Linked DNA regions of Mus musculus: regions 1 and 3 are each linked to region 2. Evidence: chromatin contacts called from public Hi-C data. All regions are on one chromosome and are shown on one strand. Each heading gives the region's core, a stretch centred on a gene start, on an enhancer-like site or on the middle of the called end of the contact. The rest is flanking DNA. Distances are from core to core; before and after follow the strand shown.

Region 1 (3,197 bases), core at 100-2,599, 180 kb before region 2:
ACAAATGCTATTGTTTCTTTTCTTCTACCATCTAGACTTCAGTTCTTTGTTTGCTTATCTGTTTACTTATTTCTGTATGTGTGTAGGTCATGAAACTACAAAGGGAGCCATAAAAGCAGAAGAAGAAGTTTTAAGAGGGTGTAGGGAGAGAAGGCTGATAGGAATCTTTATCATGTATACGTGGCAGGAAAGCAGAAGTGGGCCACTGGAGGCCCCAGCAAGAGGAAATGGCACAGAGAAGAGGCATGAGGAATGAGAACAAATAAGAACAAGCATTAAGAAAATGCCAGAGTGGACCCATGTCTGCCCAGTCAACAAATCTTTAAAAAGATGCAGGAAAGTGGAAATTCAAATACCCTAATAACCTATTGTTACTCGGTAGAATGGAAAACTTGAAAAGAGCCATTGGTAAAGCAGAAAGATAAGTCCACTTACATACAGCTATTGAGAAGAGAATCACTATTTTTAAAAATGTGTATATATTTCAATATCTTTGGAAACATAAACATGTGTAAGTTCTGACAGTTAACCAGTATTTGAGATTCAGTCCTGTAAGAAAGGCACCAATACACAAGGTTGAGAATGTTTATTGAAATAGGATGTTCATCATGACACTATTGGATTATGAGAGGAAATGACAGCAATCTATCATTTGGGGGAATGTCTCGATAGGCCTAGTATGTACATACCACAAAATATCATATAAACATTAAAATAAGGACAGAGATAGGGTACTGATCATAAAGGCAGAGAAGAGTTGTTAGCTCTGATTTCATTTTGTCCTGTTAAACTGGGTCACATGGCCACTCTCAGCTGCAAAGGAGGCCCCAGAAAATAAATATTTGCTTGTCCAGTATGAGAAAGATAAGGACAAAGTGGTTGGGACAGGGTACTAGTGTCCTACCTTTTCCTACAGGGACTATGTTGCCTTTTGTTGTTGTTGTTGTTGTTGTTGTTGTTGTTGTTGTTGTTACTACTACTATTATTATTATTGTAATTTCTATCTTGCTTTCTCAAAGAGGAGCATGTGAGATGCGTGCTCCAAGCTATTCTTGAGGGAATGAATAAGAAAGCTTTAAGTGCCTCAAACATCTTATCACGGAAGAATGGCTATGAAGAACACCGGAGGGAAACTGAGTCTAGAGTTCGGTTAAGGAGTCTTGCATGAGTATCAGACCCCTTGCACTGCAGCACTGGTCACTGTCATAGCATGTATACTGGGCTTTGGGAGAGCCTGGCAGCCTGCTACCAATTAGACATTGCTCCCCGAGTGAGCTAAGAGCGTGCACCACACTCCAGCTAGAACCGGAAAGCGGAAGCAGAAGCAACTGTAAGATCTCACAGGAAGCCAAGCTTCTGTTCACTCTGGGAGCCCGGAAGTGGTCTCAGCAGATGGAACCAGTTCTCTGTTTAAGGGTTTCCTGAGGCCAAGTTTGCTAAGAGTTCTCATTTGCAACGTATTATGGGCTTTAAGGTGCAGGCATAGCAGAAGCCAGGCAATTATTGCCATTGCTTTGAAACAACGCATGTATTGTAAAGATTACAACTTCAAATAAAATCAAGCAAATGTTGCCAGTTTAAATGTTAGAAATGAGCAAGATTATCCCACAAAACCAGTACAGGCTGCACGAGCCAGCCAAGAAATAGGTGGATACCTACTGTGCCATCTCAGGTCATGGTATAAAAGGCCTAGCTGAGGAAATCCTGAAGGAGCAGATATGAGTGGAAGATGTCAGAATGAACGTTGGCAAATGGGTTTTCAAGGAAATCATCTTATGCCTATGGAAGCAGGGAGGAAAAGCTACTTAAAACAGATAGAAGCATACATCTTGATGATTTGTTTCCTCTTTTGCTTTTAGGTCTTCAAAATCATGTACTTGACCACCAATGCCCATGTAAGAACGCCATTCAAAATAACAAGTTCTCTGAATCCTTGGAGGGGAGATCATACATCAGAAGGCTGCTTCTGTTTTCCCAATCACACAAGATTATCCAAGTAATAGCTAAATAGCTGGTCCTTTGCCCACAATAAGAAGATAGCTTTTAGCAAAGTTTTGTGGTTCCATGGCTACTTTAAACCTGGGTGGTCTGAAAACCAAATAACCAGTCATTCTATTACTAATTTTTCTCAGTGCTAGTGGGTCACATGCCAGGCAATTTGTACCGGATTTTCCTGCTATTACCTTAAGTTTGCTTGTTGTTGTTTAAGCAGTCTTGGAAGTTCTAGAGCCTCTTAGAACTCGATTAGCTGTGAGGGAGCTGAAGATCCAAGGAACGCTATAAAGAACACTAAATAGCATTGCTCCTATATGCAGAGGCAATGTAATATGCTTAATTCATAATATAACTGCTGAATTTTGTTTATGCTTTATTTTTCTGAGACAGGATCTAGCTTTATAGCCAGGGCTGGTACGGAATTCGCTATATAGCCCAGGCTATTCTCAAAATTGCACCAGTCTTCCAGCCTTTGTTTCACCAGAGCTAGGATGTTAAAGGCTGGTACCCAAGAATAAACTCTTAAGAAAAAGAATCCAGGCATCATTGTAGGCAAGATGCTAAGCCTAAGTGTTTCAGTTAACTTGACAAGTTAGATCAATTGATGAAAAGGAAGTTAAAAGTTACATCCTCAGCAAAGGAAATATGGTTATTTTCTTTGTTTTATATTTGTGGTGCTCAGTCATTGCTGGGCAGGAAGAGGCAGGGATGCTGAACATGATGCATGGATGCAGGATGCAGCATAAGGATGGCAGATTATGGGTTTTGTTGACTCGGTCTGCCTTGGAATGCCACTTAAATGACATAAAAGAGAACATGTCCATGACAGGGCTAGGGCGATGGGCCAGACACTTGGAAGGATTTCAGACAGCAAGTATGTGGGATTGTATTGGGATAAAAATCTGTTTTTTATAGATCCCAGTTATCCTCTAATACAGCCTTATCCTAACTTATTACATCTTCAATGGATCTGTTAGCAAAGAAGGCCCTATTTTGAGTCACAAAAGATTAGAAATATGCCATGCCCTTCAAGGGAAATAAGATTTACCCCCAAAACACTGTCATTCATCCCGGGATTCGTATTATATTCTCTCCCTCTTCACAACCCCCACTCTGTTCTGTCTTTCAATATTGACCCTGACCACTTACATTTTCCAGACTACTTGCCAAAGTGGCTTCTGGAAGCCAATAGAAAGCACTGG
Region 2 (3,117 bases), core at 204-2,703:
ACACAGGTTATGCACTCACTGATAAATGGATATTAGCCCAAAAGCTCCAAACAACCAGGATACAATTCAGAGACCACATGAAGCTCAATAAGAAGGAAGACCAAAGTGTGGGTGCTTCGGTCCTTCTTAGAAGGAGAACAAAATACTCACAGGAGCAATTATGGAAATAAAGTGTAGAGCAGAGACTGAAGGAAAGGCCACCCAGAAACTGTCCCACCTGGGGATTCATTCCATATACACTATGTGGTTGCCAAGAAGTGCATGCTGAAAGGAGCCTAATATGGCTGTCTCCTGAGAGGCTCTGCCACAGCCTTACAAATAGAGAGGCAGATGTTAGCAGCCAACCATTGTACTGAGCGTGGCATCCCTGATAGAGGAGTTAGAGAAAGGACTGAAGGAGTTGAAGGGGTTTGCAACCCCATAGGAAGAACAAGATCAACCAAGCAGACTCCCCAGAGCTCCCAGGGACTAAGCCATCAACAAAGGAGTACACATGGCTCCAGCTGCGAATGTAGCAGAGGATGGCCTTGTCAGGCATCAATGGGAGGAGAGGTCCTTGGTCCTATGAAGGCTGGATAGATGCCCCAGTATAGGGGAATTGAGGGTGGGGAGATGGGAGTGGGTGGGTGGAGGAACACCCTCATAGAAGCAGGGGGAGGGAGAATGTGATAGGGTATTTCCAGGAGGGAGGAAAACTGGGTAAGGGGATAACATTTGAAATGTAAATAAAGAAAATATCCAATTTAAAAAAGAAGAACTGCCATTGCAGATTTATTCAGAGTTTCAATATCTAGGGGGTAAGAGGCTGTGATACTAACTAAACACATAGTCACCTCCTGGGCTTAGCCCTCTTGGGCTAACCTTATGCCACCCACTTCGTGAGATCCCTTGTCTCTGAAGTGACAACTTTGAAAGTGCCATCTTAATGCAGCTGAGGTGGTACACACCTTTAATCCCTGCACTGGAGATAGAGAGGCAGGAAGATCAAGACTTCCAAGTCATCTTGGCTACTTAAGGAGTTGGAAGCCATGCTAGATTCCATGAAACTCTGTGTCAGAAAAGAACTCAAATTCAGAGACCAAGTACAGTTCCAAGTGTGTGTGTGTGTTTAATGGGGAAAAACAAAACAAACAAACAAACAACAGCAACAACAAACGGAAACCTGTTGTGAATTTTTCAGACTTCTGTCTTTTGTGCTGTAGAGACCCTGATGCTCAGAGCTAAATGCTCAAGAATTTAGTTTTAGTCGCTTTGGGTCTAGTTTTAGCTGGACACGGTTGCTGCTGTTGCTACTGTAGTTGAGGTAGGCTGGAAAGGGGCATAGGCAGGCTCAAAATCAGGGGTACCCCAGTACCCTGAGGGCTGGAAGCTTTGCCCCAGATCCTATATCGGCTGTCTCTTCCCCTGTGGTCTGCCTCCTTCCTCCTGCTTAAGTTGGAGGGAGTCCTGTAGCTGACATTACTTCTCGTTTCTCTCTCTTGCACTCTGTCTGTGTGCCCTCTAACAGGGAAGGGGGAGAATACAGCACCTCAAAAACATGATCACCTTCCACATTAAACTCAGCGATAGGGAGGAAATGATGTCTGCGCTCTTCCTCCAGACCCTGAGTCCTGGCTTCCCTGATACACTCCATGCTGTCTTCAGGCGGTGGCTTGGTATGTGGCCGGAGCCCCCGAACTGCTGACTAAACAGAACGGAAGTCAAGCAGGGGAAAATCCAAAAACAGCATAATTACAAGGGAACATTTTATGTTGAAAACATTGCTTGGCTGGAAAATTTGAAAGAGAAAAGCTTGAGCAAGTTCTCCGCAGTCCTGCCTCCAGAAACATAGTCTTACAAGGTTAGTTCTGTAATGGTCCGAAAGTGGAGGAGCGTTTCCCTCAGAGTGGCGGCTTTCCCTACTGAGGGGCCTCTCCAAAAGACAGCACCGGCTGACTCTAGGCAAAGGTCCCTGGAAAGAACTCAGTCCTCCACTGTACCTGCTGGGGAGTGAAGTTATCTATGTCCACACTCTACCTGTCAGGGCCATGCCAGAAGCCACAATGTGAACATCTAAACAGAACTGTTCCCTAGGCTGCACACGAATGAGGTTCTTCCTCTCCCACCTCACAGCGACACGAAGGCAAGTGAGCTTGAGTTAGACCATCCTTGCTCAACTTCACAAATCTGTAATGAGAACGATGCATGGTAACTAGAGCAGTCTAGATTCAAGCCTGGCAAAACAAAACAAAACAAAACAAAACAAAACAAAACAAAGCAAAGCAAAACAAAACAAAACACCCTTCTGGCCAGCGCAGAGACAGCCCGGAAACGAGGACAGCTCAGGAGACCTGTTTCCCACCGGTGGCTCCAGGTCTCCAACTTCAAGCTGCTCCCAATCTGTAACTGCTTTCTGCCCCAGTAATCTAAAGAAAGAAGGCAATATGCCTGGTATAAAGAGTTTCTCTGAGTCTAAACCGATGTCCTATGAGAGGCTTCTGTTTTTCAAGATTTTAATAGGCCCTCATCCACTAGAGACACCACCCAAAAGCAGAGAATCTGAATGGAAGGATCATATCTAGTGCACCCCTGTGTGCCAGCCTGAGTCCAGTTGGGGGAATGGCAGTCCAGATGGTGGTGGCACACATCTTTAATTCCAGCACTCCAGAGGCGGAGACGGAGGTGGGCAGACCTCTGAGTTTGAGGCCAGACTGGTCTACAGAGTGAGTTCTAGGAGTCAAAGCTACAGAGAGAAACCCTGTCTCAAAACAACAACAAAAGAATTAGGGAAATGGGACTGGAGAGAAGGCTCAGTGGTTTCGAGCACTTGCTGTTCCTGCAGAGGACTTGGGTTTAGTTCCCAGCATCCACATGGTAGTTCACAATCTCCAATTCCAGGGATCCAACCCCATCTTCCAGGTGGGAGCCCCAGGTATGTGTGTAGTGCACATACATAGACTCAGACAAAACACTCATACACATAAAAGTGAATCAATTAAAGAGTATTTTTTAAAGCAAGCTGTGAGAAGACCCTTTGAGAGGGGAAGCCCGGGCAGGGGTCCCCATGCTGCACCCCACCCCACCATTAGTGTGACGTTTTCTTGTTTTGGTTCTTTGAAATTACTGTGTAGTCTGAGC
Region 3 (3,191 bases), core at 665-3,164, 240 kb before region 2:
GTTACCTACAGTCATACCTACATGGACATGGTATAAATTAAACATGAACAATTCTGTTGGAAACAGAAAAAATTTTAAAACACTACAGACTTCAATCTTAAGAAAAGGTGAGCTTGCCAGGTGTGGTGGCGCACGCCTTTAATCCCCGCACCCGGGGGGCAGAGGCAGGTGGATTTCTGAGTTCGAGGCCTGGTCTACAGTGAGTTCCAGGACAGCCAGGGCTTTACAGAGAAACCCTGTCTCGAAAAACAAAACAAAACAAAACAAAACAAAACAAAACAAAACAAAACAAAACAGGTGAGCTCTCAGCCAAGAATTGTGACTCATAACTGTAAGACCAGCCCCTGGGAGCCTGAGGCAGGAGGATGGGAAATTTGAATACAGGATACATAGTATGGAGGTAGCCTGCACTACACAGTGAGATGGAGGGAGGAAGAAATGGACTCTAAATAGCATATGAAAAGGTTTATGAAAGGTGCACCCCAAAAGTCCACTGGCAGATTCTATACTGCAAATGTGGCCAGCACTTGCCAAGTTCTTCCACAGGGTGAGTGAAGCCAGCCTATGCAGAAGAGGAAGGTTGATCTGGGAGACGGTCAGTGGGCAAGGTCAGTGGCTGCTCTTCCGAAGGAACCAGGTTTGAATCCCAGCACCCACATGGTGGCTCACAACCATCTGTAACTCTGGTTCCAAGGGATCCGATGCTCTCTTCTGATCTCCATGGAAACCAGGCATGCATGTGATACACATACATATATGCAGGTAAATGTCCATTCATAGACAAGGAAAGAGAACAGACAGAGATAGAGCCCAGTCTCCCAAGAGCACACACGCCCAGAGGCTGGGGTGTAAGGATACGAAACAGAAGTGAACAACACTCAGGCAGAAAAGGAAGGTCTCTAGGTTTGCATACTTGTGGAAGGACTTTCCCCACTGTCAAACCAAGACATCATTACCTGTCTTAGGAAAGCCCATTTCACTGATTCTGAAAACGCCAAAACCACCATCCTGAGTATAGATTTTGCAAACAAAAGATCCCCTGCCCTCACAGGAACCACCTCTCTTCCAGTGCCTAAGTCAGTAGAGAGCTCGATTTTGTAGCTACATCTTCCAAAGACCTATCTTTGCCTGTTCTGCCGCCTCCACACTGGGGCCTGCTGTCACCACTAGTAACACTTGTCTTCCTCTACCGCCTCTTCTATGAATGTGGCGTGCAATAAGCTTCGAGATAATCTGAAATCAAAGGAGCCTGATGTGCTGCGCAGGGGAAGAATGGAAAGAGAGACTCCTTCGAGTATAGGCGTGGGCTTACTGGTTCCTCCGCTGTACACTGAGCCCTTTTTCTGCCCGAAGTCAGAAGCAGCGTTTGGGTGATAATTCAATTGCTCTCATTCTCCAGTGGCTGTTAAAGGCTCTCTTTTCTTTTGAGCGATGGATCATATTTCTCTCTTATCTTCAGTCATTTCTGGGCTGCGCTTACCAGATAAGGGCCCCACTCCCCCTGCTCCCCACCATCTTAAAAGATTTCCCTGCCGAGTTTTATCAGCGTGAGTGCCGCACAGAGTGCATTCTGACAATGTTCAGGGCCGTTTGTTTCCAAGTCTCACAAGACTTTCTGACTTCCAAAGGAGTAGAGCTGCCAATAAAGTCCCTAGACTTCAGCCTCAGGAACAGGGAAGGGGAACGAACCAACAGAAATACCTGGAATTTATAAGGGAAATGTTTCGTGACCTTTGTTTTTAAAAGCAGGTTTTGGGGGGAGCCAGAAAATTCCCCTAGAGTGGTTTCATAGAGAAAACAGTACACCTCAGGTTTGAAAACAGGAAAAGGTGAGAGAGTGGTCACTGCTCGATCATCGCAAGAGCAGGGGAAATTGGTCTGAGGCAAACAGTTCTCAGAAAAAGCAACAGTTTCTTGACGGTGAGTGTTTAGATGGTTTTGACACCCTCCAAGCGAGGGCCAGACTCAAGTCCACACTCTGGAGGACTCTGAAAGCCAAAGTAGGTCAGGGGACAGTCTTGGAACTTAGAATAAACGTGAAAGCCATCGTGGGGACAATGTCCCTGTGAGAGCTATTGGGATGAAAACTTGAAATAAGATAGAATGAACTGCTGCATCATGACAACACAGAAGGAGACTGGGAGGAGACTGGGAGGAGACTGGGAGTAAGGAAGCTCACAGGACTGGAGTCTTCAAAAGAGATTCGAGTAGACTGAATTTGACCTGCTAATTAAAAAATGTATGTTAAGGTTTCTAGAGGAACACTGAGAAACTAAAACCAGAGCCTCTAAGTGCCAAATTAATGTGAGGACAGCAGTATAGGAAAGAGAATTTAATGTCACTATATTGCTTATATCGATTGTTTTAAATTTTTGAAGTCAGCATCCAGTTTCCTAGGGTAATCTTGAAAAACAACACAACCAACCCAGGGAAAGAAAAAAAAATGAGAATAACAAGAACAGAAAATTTGAAGCTGATTAAAATAAACACTTCAAAGATCTAGATGTGCAAAATTGTATCTTGATATAGATCAATAGAAAGAAAGATGCACTGCAAAAGAGCTTGAGGAAAAGGGACAAAAGACAGAAATAACAAATATTAAGTCTAAAAAAAATCAAATTATATATATAGGACAAGTTCATATATAATAAAAGTGAGCAGATTGAAAACACCATCCTTGAGGTTTTAAATGAAATAGAAGTGTTCCTTAAAAAGTAGAAATAACAAAAGATGCTTTGGGCAATAATAGCAAATATAGATGATTTGTTAACTGTTAATAAATTAAATTGGAATTTTAAAAACCTTCCCACATTAACCTTGAGTGGTCCTAAGGGAACAATGTCCTCTCACTTAGGGACCGATAGTCTCAGTCTTAGCCAACCTCGTCCTCTCTCCAGGAAGCAGGCAAACAGCAAATGGTATCTCAGCTTATTTTACTCCATAATAATTGTTTTTGATTTTAAAATTTTAAATTCATAAAAATAGAAGCAAAACCAAAGTGTTGACAAACAGAATCCTATCTTCCATGACCCTACGTGACACCTTACATCATAATCAAATTAGATTTATGTTAGGATGTAAGAGTATTAGGTAGAAGTCAGAAAATCTATTCATACAACTAACGTGACACATGAAAGGGGAGGGGTTGGTCATCTTAGTAGATTCAGAAAAAGCATCTAGTGAAATTCAAC

The links. Hi-C and Micro-C count contacts between places; a contact is called where the count stands out from the background.
Region 1: a Hi-C map of cortical glia shows a contact between it and region 2, with 2.5 times the contacts expected there. The contact joins two enhancer-like sites. A contact is called at or near these places in 2 of 15 datasets of contacts at CTCF or cohesin (CD8 T cells and the NIH/3T3 cell line), 6 of 484 Hi-C or Micro-C datasets (the HPC-7 cell line, LSK cells, Th2 cells and 3 more), 4 of 115 datasets of contacts at active chromatin or transcription factors (the HPC-7 cell line, acute myeloid leukemia, bone marrow-derived macrophages and 1 more) and 1 of 9 other capture datasets (embryonic stem cells).
Region 3: a Hi-C map of the HPC-7 cell line shows a contact between it and region 2, with 4 times the contacts expected there. The contact joins two enhancer-like sites. A contact is called at or near these places in 4 of 484 Hi-C or Micro-C datasets (the HPC-7 cell line, Th1 cells, bone marrow-derived macrophages and 1 more), 3 of 115 datasets of contacts at active chromatin or transcription factors (bone marrow-derived macrophages, effector CD8 T cells and neural progenitor cells) and 1 of 9 other capture datasets (embryonic stem cells).

The regions. Positions count from the first base shown.
Region 1 is chr10:8,064,078-8,067,274 of GRCm38.p6, reverse strand. No RefSeq gene overlaps it. Among named protein-coding and RNA genes, the nearest start is that of Gm30820, 86 kb to the right of the region's middle. Within about 2 kb of position 1,349, at least 102 of the 459 cell types and tissues checked have an H3K27ac peak or open chromatin away from gene starts, as enhancers often do. A contact at or near this core is called in the HPC-7 cell line, bone marrow-derived macrophages and cortical glia, where this site is marked.
Region 2 is chr10:7,886,992-7,890,108 of GRCm38.p6, reverse strand. No RefSeq gene overlaps it. Among named protein-coding and RNA genes, the nearest start is that of Gm24726, 40 kb to the right of the region's middle. Within about 2 kb of position 1,453, at least 18 of the 459 cell types and tissues checked have an H3K27ac peak or open chromatin away from gene starts, as enhancers often do. A contact at or near this core is called in the HPC-7 cell line, bone marrow-derived macrophages and cortical glia, where this site is marked.
Region 3 is chr10:8,128,919-8,132,109 of GRCm38.p6, reverse strand. No RefSeq gene overlaps it. Among named protein-coding and RNA genes, the nearest start is that of Gm30906, 46 kb to the left of the region's middle. Within about 2 kb of position 1,914, at least 55 of the 459 cell types and tissues checked have an H3K27ac peak or open chromatin away from gene starts, as enhancers often do. A contact at or near this core is called in the HPC-7 cell line, where this site is marked.